Linked DNA regions of Gossypium arboreum: region 2 is linked to region 1. Evidence: chromatin contacts called from public Hi-C data. All regions are on one chromosome and are shown on one strand. Each heading gives the region's core, a stretch centred on a gene start, on an enhancer-like site or on the middle of the called end of the contact. The rest is flanking DNA. Distances are from core to core; before and after follow the strand shown.

Region 1 (4,125 bases), core at 530-3,029:
CGAAACTGCATGCTAGGTCTCTCTCTCTTTCTCTTACTCTTACATACACAAACTCGAATATAGATGATAAAAATGATGGTTGTTAAGTCTCATTTCAATTCCTTATTATGCAGTGATATCAATATTCCAAGGAATGTATCTTGCCCTGTTTCACCCATAGGAAGCCCTCTTCTGCATTCAAGGTCACCGCAACAACTAAACGGAAGAATGTCTCCTTCTCCCATATCTAGCCCCCGGACCACTTCAGGCTCGTCTACACCCTTGACAGGTGGCAGTGGTGCTATACCTTATGGTTATCTGAAACAATCGCCTTACTTTCAGGAGGGTCTTGGTAGCATGCCAAAGCCCTCAAATGGTCTTTATGTCAGTGGCTCTTCCTGTCATGATAATAATCCTGACATTTTTCGAGGCTTGCAAGCAAGTTCTCACATCTCTTCTGAACTGGTGCCATCAGAAAATGACATTTTAGGAACTGGAAGATCAGTCCATGGGGAATCGTATGATGGACAGTCTGTATTAGCTGATCGTGTTTCTCGACAGCTTCTGAAGGATCACGCAGCAATGAGCCCATCCCTGGATCTAAGTCCCAGCTCTCCTTTACCTTACCGGAGTGTTATTATCTAAACTCAGCTTTGAAGATTCACCGATCAGAATGTCTTTTGGGTCTTACGGGATCAATTTGTATTCATCACTTTTAACTTCGTCTAAGGCAGCATATGGGTCAAATATGGAACCTGAACAGAAATTCGAGGAATAAGGTTGGAGAGCAAGGAAGTGAGGTGGCAGGTAGGTCATTTGCCAAGGATCGGGGTTTAGGCGTTCAATAGATCATTTATTGATTCCAGTTAGATGTTCAATAGACCATTTATTCAGGTGAAAATATTCCCGGAAAATAAGAATGTTGCTGCCGTACGGCATGAATCTTGTACAGGGTTGAGTGTGTAAATCAACTAATGCTTGACTGAACTGCAGTGGTTTGAAGTTAGTTGGCAAAAATGTCTTGGCTGCAAATCAAGGGGAAGATCATCGGCTTTCGGTAGACACAGTTGTACAGATGTTTTTAGGAACCAAATCGGAATTCCGAGTTTTGTGATCAGTAAAAGGATCTGAACTAATTCTAATGCTCTAGTGCTCGACATGATTCATTGTACGTACAGTACCAGTAGATTGAAGAAATCTAATTCCGTGGTTCATGCACTTTACGACCCTTGGTGGTTATTTTACAGGTTTTGGTAGCTTCACGATCTTGTTGCATTTAAAGCTTGCATCTGTACATTATACTTTGAGGAGAGAGACCCTGCACTACTGAAAGAGATTTAACACCAAATTGCTTTAAGCATCCAAAATTCAACCGTGAAGTGAATTTGCATTTTAGTTTTATTATCAGATGGATCATACAATTTCAGATCCACTGTCTCAATGGCAGAGTGGAGTAATTGAAGTTTATGTTCTAAACACCTCAAAATGTATTTGACAAGTCAAACTTCCATAAGAACCAAAGTAAAGCCAAATCATTTTAGCAGCTGACAATTTTAAAGATTTTCAAATTAAATAGTTCAAAGAAAAGGCTAACAACAGTTTAGGTGGTTCGGCTTTCCACGGACAGACACCAAGAAAAAAAACCAACCATGTTCCTCGACAGTTTGGATGTAGTGAATCTTTGACGATAGTAACTGATATCCCCCCTCATCACCTGCCGAAAACAAATCATGAACATTTGAGCACTAAAGTGTATAATCATTATGGTTTTCTCAATTGGAATGGACAACTGAACACTAGGCTACCCTTAAGATAATTTGATTTATTGTTTTGAAGGAACTACCACTGGACCAACTGATAGAGTTCACCTCCTAGTCTTTTTCTCTATCAACGGATGCGGTTCAAGTGAGAAAATGGCTCTTGGTGTACTTTTGGAGCAGGTTTAGCCACTTCTGGGACCCCAAAAACATTCCAGAATCTTAGTGTCTCATCCCCTGCAGCTGAAGCCACTGTGCAACCATCCGGGCTTTGAGCCATGTGAAGAACTCTAGATGTATGACCCATTATCTCCGCCATCTTCACCATTGATGGGTATTTCCAAAGAATTAACTGATTCTGAGTAAATCCATGAGAGCTCAGAAGCTCCCTCTCATTCTTGTTCCACAGCAAAGCACAAACTTGAGAGCCAGTATCCACTGAATTCAGGCATGCACCTGTATGTGTGTTCCAAAATTTTATGGTTCGATCACCTCCACCTCCACCAGAGGCCAGCAAATTGCTCTGAAAAGGGCACCAGGCAAGGGCTTTAACAGCAGAAGTATGATCCTCCAGCCTGTGTATCCATTGTGTTGGTGAATTTGAAGATGCCTTGGACATATCCCATACGTGAACAAGATTATCATTGCCTCCACTGGCCAGTTGTTGTCCAGAAGCTGACCATTTCAGCCCACAAACTTCTTGCCGATGTCCTCTGTAGGTTTTACAAACATGGGATCTAATCCTTACATCATTGTTAACTGTCATACCATCCATTCCTCCAGTTGTAAGAACGTGACTGTTCCATGCCATTGAACCCACTCTCGATCGGTGACAACCTCTCAGAGTGCGCAACTGCAAGCATTAGAAAGTAAAGGATTGTGTTGGAATAAATGACAGAACTGGGAAACAAAAAGAAACTGCTAATATTTAGAGATTATACAAACCTGCCGGTTTGAAGCAGAATCCCATGATTGTACTTCAGAATTGTTCAAGCCTATGGCAATATGCTGACCATCAGGAGCCCAACTCACACTTGTTACCGGGCCATTGTCATCATCAATGGTAACAAGTTCTGAGGTAGAACTATCTGAAGCATCCCACAAATAAACAGTGTTTCCAAGTGCTATTGCAAGAACATTGCTGCTGCCCCAGTCCAATAAATTCAAGTAAAAGTCATCCATAAGGTCAGAAGCATCCAATGTCCTCTCAGAGCTCTGAAGAACCAAATGATGATCACAATGCATTAGCGTCTGTGGAACCAAAACCTGATGTCCAAAGTCCAAACTAGTTAAATTGCATATGTATGTTCTGCTTACTGGGGAATGTGTCTTCGGGGCTTCGAAGGTTTCGCTGGGTGAACAGAAGAAGTTGTGTGGTCGGAAGGGAAGAATTCGACAGGTGTTGGTGGCTTGTTCTTGAAAGCCAAGATTTGAGTCCTATTCATGTTCAAGGCCTCAGCTAGCTGCATCCTATAGGCGTCCCTGGCTGGTGGGAAAACTGTCTGGTTCTCTTTGATCTTCCTCCCTTCGGTCAACATGTAATGTGCATAATCATAGTCCATTGCTGAACGATTTGGTATGAATCTATCCAGCTGCCAGTACAAAGAAAACATTCAATTTGAATGTCATTACAAAGTGTAATTTATCAAGAAATAATTTTAAGCAAATCAGTTTCCTAAAATAAAATTTTAAGACCAAGGTTTCCACGTATATTCCATTGTGAAATTGGAAAACCATATAAATAAAGTTTATATAGGACAAGAAAGCATTCATCTGAAGGTTATCACAAAATCTAATTTATCATGCTGTAAAATTGAAGTCCTTTTTAAACAAATCTGTTTCCTAGAATCAAAATTTAAGACCCAAGGTTTCATTACTATTTACTTATATTCCTTTGTGTGATTGGAAAACCATATAAATCAAGGACAAGAAAGCATTCAAATTGCATGTCATCACAAAGTCTAATTTATCAAGCTGTAAAATTGAAGTCTTAATTTAAACAAACGTGTTTCCTAAAATCATTCAAGACCAAAATTTACTCGTATCCCTTTGTGAAATTGAAAACCCAAGTAAATCAAGGGCAAGAAAACCCTGTTTTGCAATAATTAAATAAAAAAAAATATTAAGTTGGGATACTTACATTTTCTTTAGAATTTATTCTCTGGAGAATCTGTTCCTGAAGTGGGCATCTGGATCGTCCCCTCAATTTTGAAAAAGGATTCAAGGATCCTGCATCCATAGTGTCAAACAAATATAAGCAGATGTATTCGCCTTTTGGAGTTTAGATTGCTTTTAATCTTTGTTTAAGGAATATATCTATCTAGACTCTAGAGTTTATGAAAAGCGACAACGGCTACTTTTTCCGCAAAGAACCCTTATGATTCACTCA
Region 2 (4,125 bases), core at 441-2,940, 690 kb after region 1:
AATGTATAACATGTTAATCTGTCAACTAAAGACATTATTCACTAGGGAAGCAAAATATTTTTTTAAGGGTGAAATTAAATTATATATTTTATAATAGTAAAATATAATTTTATTATTTTAATAGCCTATATATTTATAATTTTTAAAAAGTAAATTAAAATTTTATTATTTTTAGGTGCCTAAATTGTAATTTTACCATTAGCAATTTAAAATTTTATAAATTATAAAGAAGCCTAAATGAAAAACAAATCCATTTTAGGGGAGCCTAACCCCTGCCAGTCCCCCTGACTCTGTCCCTGCTATCATTCCCTGGCTCTTCCCTTTCTATCCTTAAATATGCCACCTATGATTATTTTCTAAAGACCTTATAATATGTATATATATATATATAATTTCTTGACGAAGTTAATATTATGAGTCAATTCGTACTAATTTAATTAGACAATAATTTAAAAGATTATTTTTATAAATTAAATTATATTAATATGAGAATATTTTTATCTTTTAATTTAAAAATGATAAAGAATGAGATTTATACTTAAAACATTGTAATTTGAAAGCATTTTAGAGTTGGTGTCATTAGTCAATCGAGGACCAACTCGGTTAGAGAAATTGTAAAATGTCCTTCCATAATCGAAATAAGTTATATTACTCGTATGTATTTTATTATTTTCATTTCAACAAAACTAATAAAAATATGCATATGGTAAGATTTGAAGCTACCCAATTAGATTAATAAAAGCTTAAATTTACTACTCAACTAAAACTTCATTTTGATATATTGTATACATATTTATTTTAATATGCACAATTTATTACTTTCATAATTTGTATATCTTCACTTACTATTAATAAAATCCTTGAGTATGTTAATGTCATAAATCAAACGGATACTAATCCTATAGAGAAATTACAAAATGACCTTCTATATTAAAATAAATTATATTATTGGAGGCTAATTTAGTCTTTTTAATTTAAAAATAAAAATAAAAATAAAACTATGCATGTCATAGGATTTGAACCCACACCAATTTACTATGTATAATAATTTTCATACATTTTTATTTTAATATGCATAATTTACTACTTCCATCAGTTATATATTTAAATTTCTTTTTACTCACAATTTAATTTATTTTTGTCCATTTTACTTATAATTTATTATATGTTATTTTTAAACACATATCTATATTTTAAATATGTGGTTTTAGCATATATATACACACGTGTGTGATAAATTTCTAGTATTAATAGTGCTATTTATTGAATTGATGTCATAAACTAACTCGAGATTAACTCACAATTGATGACAAAAACTTGATAAATAATTATAATGCATTTAGTATTGTTTATTTGATGTATTTACGTGTCTAAATTTTTACTTATAATTTAATTTAAATTTTTATTTTAGTATCATATATATTTTATATGTATTATTTATTTTATATTAATTTTAAATACATATTTATATTTTACATTTGTAATTGTTTTGGTAATAGGTGTGTGATAAAATTTCAAGTATGTTTTTGACAAATATCTTAATAAGAAAGAAAAAAAAAAATGGAAAACCCAAACACGCCCTTCGCCTCGACGGTAGCCAAAGTGGCAGTCACATGGATCTCTCCCAAAATCACGTGGTCACACTCTCCACCCTCATGCTCACGCACAATAAAATCATCTGAAGACACACACTCGCATGATGGCATGATGAAAATCGCGCGTCATGTTCAACCCTATCAACTACGCGTAAAGATTTCGTTTTCATTTAAACCCAGGGGTTATTCCTTTTTCCCGAAATTTTCAAAATTCGAAATATCCCCCTTTATTAAGCTTAATGGCCTCGTCAGCCGTCACGCACCTCCGTCAACCCTAACGGCGAGCACCACCTTCTGTCATCTCCTCCCTATATAATTCTTCTGTTTCCGTCTTTCATTTCAGAAAAAAAAAAAAAAAAACCTCACTGAAAATTCATTTTCTTTGGACTTTCTCTGAAATCCGAGTCCTAGGAAAGATGCGTGAGATTCTTCATATTCAGGGAGGGCAGTGCGGAAACCAGATCGGTGCCAAGTTTTGGGAGGTGGTTTGCGCCGAGCACGGCATAGATTCAACGGGACGCTATCAAGGAGACAATGATTTGCAACTGGAGCGCGTTAACGTTTACTACAATGAAGCGAGTTGCGGGAGGTTCGTTCCACGAGCCGTCCTTATGGACTTGGAGCCTGGCACTATGGATAGTGTTAGATCCGGGCCGTACGGGCAGATTTTCAGGCCTGACAACTTCGTTTTCGGCCAGTCCGGTGCAGGGAATAACTGGGCCAAGGGTCATTACACGGAAGGGGCCGAGTTGATCGACTCAGTGCTAGATGTGGTGAGGAAAGAAGCCGAAAACTGTGACTGCTTGCAAGGTAACGTGTGTTTTAATAATTTTAAGCATGCTTTTTTTTTTTGGTTTGGGTTTTTCAAGTTTAGAGTTAGATTAGCCCGTAGAAGAAGGATTTGTTGGCTTTACTTTTTCTAACTGTTGGTTTAACTCGTAAGTGGTTCTTTTATGTTACTTTCAGCATGGATCTGACAATTTAGGAAGGTTTTATGTGCTTGTTTAGTTTGAATTTTCAACTTATTAGCAAATTTCAAGTTTCGGAAGGAAGGTTCTCTATTTGGTTGCTCAAATAAATCTATATCATTCTCAATTCGAATATTATGCTTTTTAGGTGTGATTTAAAAATTTTGCGGAATCTATGATCTAGCTTTAGATTGGAATTTGCTTTCTTCTATTTCCTGACATCTAATGATTTGACAATCATTTTCTAATATTTCAGGATTTCAAGTATGCCATTCATTGGGAGGAGGAACTGGATCGGGCATGGGAACACTTTTGATTTCCAAGATCCGAGAAGAATACCCAGACCGAATGATGCTCACTTTCTCTGTGTTCCCTTCCCCTAAGGTGTCTGACACTGTTGTCGAACCTTACAATGCTACTCTTTCTGTTCACCAGCTTGTTGAGAATGCTGATGAATGTATGGTTTTGGACAATGAAGCTTTATATGATATTTGCTTCCGTACTCTGAAGCTCACTACTCCAAGCTGTACGTCAATCTTTTTCACGTTGCTGTTATTTCATATTTCAACTGTAAAAGGTCTGTTGATTTCATTTGTTCATCCTGATTGAATGCAGTTGGAGACTTGAACCACTTGATTTCTGCCACCATGAGTGGTGTGACATGCTGCCTTCGTTTCCCTGGTCAATTAAACTCAGATCTACGCAAGCTTGCCGTCAATCTCATTCCATTCCCTCGCCTGCATTTCTTTATGGTTGGCTTTGCTCCACTTACTTCTCGAGGGTCACAGCAATACAGGGCTCTTACTGTTCCCGAGCTCACTCAACAAATGTGGGATGCCAAAAACATGATGTGTGCTGCTGATCCTCGCCATGGGCGATACTTGACTGCTTCAGCCATGTTCCGTGGCAAGATGAGCACCAAGGAAGTCGATGAACAAATGATTAATGTGCAGAATAAGAACTCATCATACTTTGTGGAGTGGATCCCCAATAATGTGAAGTCTACTGTTTGTGATATTCCTCCAATTGGGTTGAAGATGGCCTCAACGTTCATTGGAAACTCGACATCTATTCAGGAAATGTTCCGGAGAGTAAGTGAGCAGTTCACTGCCATGTTTCGCAGGAAGGCTTTCTTGCACTGGTATACTGGGGAGGGAATGGATGAGATGGAGTTTACGGAGGCTGAGAGCAACATGAACGATCTGGTTTCAGAGTACCAACAATATCAAGATGCAACAGCTGATGAGGAGTATGATTATGAGGAGGAGGAGGATGAGGAGGAGGAACTCCAGGAATAGTAGTAGTGTGTGTTTCTTACTGTTTGCTTTCTTAACGTTTTGGAAAATGTTTTTCTGTTCTTTCAACCTGAATACCTTGTTTGGGTGTTAGAAATGTTGTTTCCTGGCTTATGTATTTTTGTTTACGAACATCTTTACATCAGTAGATACTAGACTCGTACGGATGCATATGGTTTTATATGGGATGCTGCTTTTTGGTAACTATGGAATTTGGTACTATAAATATATTAGAAATCACTCTTATGTTATGGTAATGTAGAGAGA

Evidence for each region. A called contact is a pair of places that touch in the nucleus more often than the background predicts.
Region 2: a contact with region 1 is called in a Hi-C map of leaf, with 4 times the contacts expected there. The contact joins the promoter of LOC108456803 here to the enhancer-like site in region 1. A contact is called at or near these places in 3 of 5 Hi-C or Micro-C datasets (all in leaf).

What each region holds. Positions count from the first base shown.
Region 1 is chr9:33,764,567-33,768,691 of ASM2569848v2, forward strand. LOC108456665 (mitogen-activated protein kinase kinase kinase YODA-like) reads left to right here. Exons shown (of 12, transcript XM_053019237.1): 11 at 1-16; 12 at 114-1,358. The coding sequence ends at 624. It also overlaps the pseudogene LOC108456667. Among protein-coding and RNA genes, the nearest start is that of LOC108456665, 7.7 kb to the left of the region's middle. Within about 2 kb of position 1,780, at least 2 of the 2 cell types and tissues checked have an H3K27ac peak or open chromatin away from gene starts, as enhancers often do. A contact at or near this core is called in leaf, where this site is marked.
Region 2 is chr9:34,455,787-34,459,911 of ASM2569848v2, forward strand. It overlaps LOC108456803 (tubulin beta-8 chain), which reads left to right and starts at 1,691. Exons shown (of 3, transcript XM_017755484.2): 1 at 1,691-2,405; 2 at 2,820-3,089; 3 at 3,179-4,062. The coding sequence starts at 2,012. The coding sequence ends at 3,861.